Linked DNA regions of Danio rerio: region 1 is linked to region 2. The links are chromatin contacts, called in public Micro-C maps. All regions are on one chromosome and are shown on one strand. The core of a region is the stretch at or near the end of the contact, and the rest is flanking DNA. Distances in the headings are between cores, read along the strand shown.

Region 1 (3,011 bases), core at 297-2,796, 72 kb after region 2:
GGATGTGACAGAGGAAATGTGGGTCATTCATTGGATGCTTGTTTCTTAATATTTCAGTATAGGTTGAGCAGGGTTACACAACAAAGAAAGACTTTAAGATGATGTATGACGTTAAAATGGGTTATGTGCAGGGAAAAGTGACATCACGATGTACACACAATGTCTCAGACTTATCATTAAAACTAAAAAAATGAGACAAAAATTATGAGCTTTTGTTTATAACTTAATATGCAAGACTTTTTGTTTATTTACTACGCCACTGCCATTTAGGGGCTAAAAATGCATACATTAAAAACAGGTTTCTTAATGCATACATGCAGTGTTTTTAGTCATTTTTCTAAATCTGTAAATGTAGATTAATTTAACAACACTGTTTTCAAATGCATCAATGTAAATAAAAAAGTTAAACAATTCGGTGAATTCTGAATGAGTAGATTGTAAACGAGTGCTATTCTCATATCAGCATTAGTGTGTAAGAATTATATTGCAATATACATTTACCTCAGCCCAAACAACATTGACAGCCAGTCATGTTTCTTTCCCCAAAAGAGTGTTGCACATACGAGCATATGTTAATGTTTTATAATCAATCTCTGTGTAGATTTTAATGGAATTAGCATGACATTTAACTACTTATTCTGACAAGCCTGTTGAAACAACCTTCATTTAAAGAAAACTTAAAGAGCACAGACTCACCAGGGCAACTTCCATTGCAGAGGATGATGATGAAGTTTGCACAGAGGAAGAGCTCAACTCCCTCCTTTTAACCTCCTCTATGGCCGTTGTGCTGTCTGATACGTGAAAGAGAAATTGATACATCCCTGATTAAATCATTGCATATCTCGCAAAACTATCCACACAAACTGGTCGTGTATCAAAGCTGGGAAACGCGAGTCTGTCAGACTGACTTCAGTTAAATGTGAATTACCTGTTTGTTAAGGACCGAAGAGAAAGAGTGAATGAGGACTGATCTTCATCATGATTCTGGCTCTTTCTGTGACTCCACACGCAGCTATCAAGTGTACAAAAGAGAAAAGCGACTCATTTAAATACAGTAACAGCCGATTTAATTAAACATTGTATAAAAATGTTCAGCACGGCACTCAAAACGTCAAAAGAAAACACTAAAGCTGATCTGAGTAAAAGCTAATGCTAATTTCTATAGCACGCCGCGTTTATAATATTCTACTACTAACTGATTTTATATAGATTTGTGCTCAAATACAAAACTGTGAAGAAACACACAGAAAGCTTGAAAATGAGGCGATGCAACACGCGTCAGCTGATTCCTGTCAGTTTTAGCCGGTAAGGCTAACAGTCACCGTGACACCAACATAACCAACAAACATCAACTTACACACTATTGTTTCGTTTTCCAGTGTCTGAAACTGCGTATTGACGTTTCAAGCAGTTAATATGTGTTAAAGGCGCTGGGAAAATGCCGGTAAAAAGCAGATGTACGTTACAACAGTTTCAATATCACATTGCTCAGCGGAGAAGACCGTGAGCTGCGAGTTTGGAGTTACGCTTGCGCAGAAAAGTTCTGCGTAGTTTGCGTAACTGCAGTCTACTTTTTGCGTAGTCTCCAATCCAACGGGCAAAAACCGGTTTGAGCTCGATTATTCCAGCGTTGCCGGTGACACGTGCTCAGGGGAAAGACACTTGATGCGCGCGGCCCGGTGCCCCCCACTGGAACACAGAGGTAAATGTGTTTCCAACCCTGAAAAATTAAACTACATCTTATTTTTAATAAATCTTTACTATATACATTTGTGACATAAAATATAAACTCTAAATGTGCACATATAACTAAAGACTGGACTTCTTTAACGTTACTTGCGGAATATATATATATATATATATATATATATATATATATATATATATATATATATATAATACACAGATCACTATATATATTAAGCAAATTAGTATGAAGCAGTTAAACAGCTAGTCTTTAACAAAACACTGCAGTAATCTAGAAAAACAAAGAGGTAAAAACTCAGGGGGTAGGGGTCAACATAGTGGCTCAGTGGTTAGCACGGCAAGAAGGTCACTGGTTCGAGTCCCAGCTGGATTAGGCTTTTGTGTGTGAAGTTTGAAAGTTCTCCATGTGTTTGGATTGCTCTGGTTTCCCCCACAGTCCAAAGACATGCGCTATAGCTGAATTGAATAAACTAAATTGGACATAGTGGATGAGTGTGTGTGGATGCTGACTGGGTTGCAGCTGAAAGGGCATCTGCTGTGTAAAACATGTGGGGATAGGTTGGTGGTTCATTCTGCTATGGTGACTGACTGATAAATAAAGAAACTAAGCTGGAGAAAAATGAATGAATGAATCAACTGGGTACAAAAGACAAAGCTTTATTCAGATGCAATGGAACATGTGAAGTGAGAAATACATTTTCAATTGTTGCAAATACAGTAATTCCACTACCAATGCACAGAGTTTGACAATTTATAGGCATATCATGATTTCTTCTATCGAACTAAGGTGATTTCAAGAAAAATTGTGTATCATGCAGCAAATACTATTGGGATAAAAGCAGCACGTATGTAAATTCATGGAAAAGAACCAACAATAACAGTTTGAGTATAAATGTAAAAACTACAACCCACCACCTTAAGTGTGAAACTCCAAACATCATGAATGGATTAGAAACGGTTTGCAGTAAGTACACAAGTCCTGAGTGAGAACTCAAATCATTAACAATACCTTTAATAAAATTAAGGCAAACTGTCCAAAATAACTTTTAAAACGGGTGGAAAAGTGCAGTGAAACTACCAGGAAAAGGCTTATTGGTGCTGAAGTGCTCTTGAAACAAAACGGCTGCAAGATAAATCTCTTTGGCTGATTGTTGATATTTCTGCAAATCCTAGATTATGTAGTATTTCAAAAAGGTAATGTCTTTCCATTATAAAAAAATTATTTATTTTGAAAATGTATAAACACTTTGTCTCTCATGTGAAATATAAATAGCCGATATTTATTGAATGCATTGTAAGGCAGC
Region 2 (2,826 bases), core at 108-2,607:
TTATTTTTATCATCACATGATCCCTCATAACAAAATCACACGACTTTAATGCGCACACTGCAATTTGTTTAGTAAAAGTGCGCATCTTTTGAATAAAAAGTTTATCCTACTCAATTATGCGCTTTTTCAAAATTTATGCGCATCTTGGCGTTTCCATCAACCGTTTTTTATGCACATGCTGGATGGAAACATAACTAATGACTTTCAAATTATTATGAAAGTCCAGCAACCAGCACTCTTCAAAATATGTTTAGAAACTCACAAAAGTTTAAACCACATGAGTGAGAGTAAATGATGTGAGGGTGAACTCTCCCTTACAATTGTACAATTTGGAACACGAGAGTTTGACAGATTTATATCTATCTACATCCATCCCTGTATATCTTGCATTGGTGGAAATATTGATAAAGATAAACATAATTTATATATAATATATCTATACATACATATGGATAGATGTGTATACACACACACACACACACACATATATACATATACATATATATATAGATAGATAGATAGATAGATAGATAGATAGATAGATAGATAGATAGATAGATAGATAGATAGATAGATACAGATGAAGTCAGAATTATTTGCCCCCCTTTAAATTTGTTTTTCTTTTTAAAATATTTCGCAAATGATGTTTAACAGGGCAAGGAAATTTTCACAGTATGTCTGATAATATTTTTTCTTCTAGAGAAAGTTTTATTTGTTTTATTTAGGCTAGAATAAAAGCAGTTTAAATAAAAAAAAAAAAAACATTTTAAGGTAAAATTATTAGCCCCTTTAAGCTAGTTTTTCAATAGTCTACACAGAACAAACCATCGTTATACAATAACTTGCCTAATTACCCTAACCTACCTAGTTTACCTTAATTAACCTAGTTAAGCCTTTAAATGTCACATTAAGCTGTATAGAAGTGTCTTGAAAAATGTCTAGTAAAATATTATTTACTGTCATCATAACAAAGATAAAATAAATCAGTTATTAGAGATGAGTTATTAAAACAATTATGTTTAGAAATGTGTTGACAAAATCTGCTCTCCGTTAAAAAGAAATTGGGGAAAAATAAACAAGGGGGGCGAATAATTCAGGGGGGCTAATAATTCTGACTTTAACTGTATATATATATGTATATAAAAACTAGAAAATATAAATAGCTTTTGAAATAAAATGAAAAACATTTTGACTGCTTAGCAAAGAAAGCAAATCTACCCAAGTGAAAGAATAGCTGCTTATCAGCACACTAAGATTTGGAACAGAGCCGATTATCACAAACAGCGATTGAAACAAGCAAAGGGAAGTACAGAAAGGTGGAGATCAACAACACAAGAGGGCGACAGTGAGCTGAAGGGAGTGAGAGTTTACTGCAGCATTTACCTGAGAAAGCAAGCTGCAAGTGAGGAGGTAGAGCAACCTGAGACCCTGGCTGAAGACTTTTAAACAGATCTGGGGGAGGACAGCAGGACAGGGCAAACACAGAGCACAGAGAGAGATGCACAGCAATCCAGCAGCACACCAACACAGGGGAAGAGAAGAAGGGGATAAAAACAGATTAGGGAGATGCAGAGAAATGCACTACACACGTCTGCTTGCTAGCTATATCACAAACACGGACAACGTCAGCATACGGCCGCGGGAAACATTAAATCTGCACACACTCACTCTGTGCCAGCGTGTATCCTGAGTTGGGGGCGGGTGAAGAGCCCAGGTTACTGCAGCTGGGGACTCCGGGACCTGTGGGGCTGAAGTTGAGGAGCGACGGGAACTGGAAGGGGAGAGAAACAGGCACTAGACCCCCGAGCATCCCAAAACCCAAGGGGAGTGAAGGGGGCACAGAGCCCAACAGGTTACTTCCAGAAGACGGAGACCCCTGCAGGAGAAAAACTTCATTAATGCTTACAATAAAAGAACTGTTCTGACAATAACACATGCAACATTTTCTATTTTTTTGGTACATTCAGACCAATCATAAAGAAAAACTTCACTGTTTTGGGGAAACAAGCTCATTTTACAAGTCACTTAAAGGTCCCATGAAATTAAAATAAAGTTTTGAAGATGTTAGTATCAGTGTTGTTAGTTTAAGATATCGATAAGCTAGTGTGATCCAAAACTGACAAAATTTGCATTAAACCCATAAAATTGCACAGACGTTTCCTATAGGATAATGAGACGATGTACAAGAGTATTTACAAGAGAATTCACTATCAAACTAAAACTTTGTCTGAATTTGCCTGGGTTATGAATAATTACAAGCTTGCCATGAATATATTTTACCTCTCTTATCTCTATACAGAAATCTGAAATGGTCATATATGAACATTAGGCTACAAAATTAGGCTAGTTTTAAAGAATAAATCTTGATAGTAACTTAATCTAGCTCAATTCAGCCTGCTTCCATGCAACTCAGTCATGGTTAAGCCTGGTTTATACTTCTGCGTCGAGTGATCGGCGTGACCCACGGTGCTTGCCTTGCATGTAGTCCAGCATGTATAATTCTGCGTGCTGTTTGTGTTGCTCTGCAATAACACTTCCAAAACGCTAGCTGGCAGTAGGGTTTTATTTTCCTCTGTGTCGAGGTTCTTCACGGGTGTTTTGTTTTTTTCTGAACGCTTCCTTAAAATACAAGTAGCTAAAACTTGTTCGTTCAGAGGCAGGAACCAACAGACGTACAACAAGTTTAAAGGGCCATGAAACCCCCTCGTTTCAGCAGGGTGTTTTCACACCTCTACTTTGGAAAAAGTCAGAAAAGTGGGCGTGTCCAGCTCTGTTTAGGGGGGAGTGTCGGAGGAAGAAAAGAGGCTTGGTGTGGGAGTGTCTATT

What was found. Hi-C and Micro-C count contacts between places; a contact is called where the count stands out from the background.
Region 1: a Micro-C map of caudal fin shows a contact between it and region 2, with 7 times the contacts expected there. The contact joins the promoter of slc25a38b here to the enhancer-like site in region 2. A contact is called at or near these places in 2 of 18 Hi-C or Micro-C datasets (caudal fin and an unstated tissue).

Annotation. Positions count from the first base shown.
Region 1 is chr6:8,668,146-8,671,156 of GRCz12tu, forward strand. slc25a38b (solute carrier family 25 member 38b) reads right to left here and starts at 1,547. Exons shown (of 9, transcript NM_001202458.1): 1 at 1,358-1,547; 2 at 929-1,012; 3 at 697-791. The coding sequence starts at 711. It overlaps myh9a (myosin, heavy chain 9a, non-muscle), which reads right to left. Exons shown (of 40, transcript NM_001098177.2): 40 at 2,349-3,011. The region is part of intron 1 of LOC141386178 (a long non-coding RNA gene); the gene reads left to right.
Region 2 is chr6:8,596,319-8,599,144 of GRCz12tu, forward strand. The region is part of intron 42 of myh10 (myosin, heavy chain 10, non-muscle); the gene reads left to right. ubn2a (ubinuclein 2a) reads right to left here. Exons shown (of 16, transcript NM_001080169.1): 15 at 1,669-1,876. Among named protein-coding and RNA genes, the nearest start is that of ubn2a, 24 kb to the right of the region's middle. Within about 2 kb of position 1,358, at least 4 of the 62 cell types and tissues checked have an H3K27ac peak or open chromatin away from gene starts, as enhancers often do.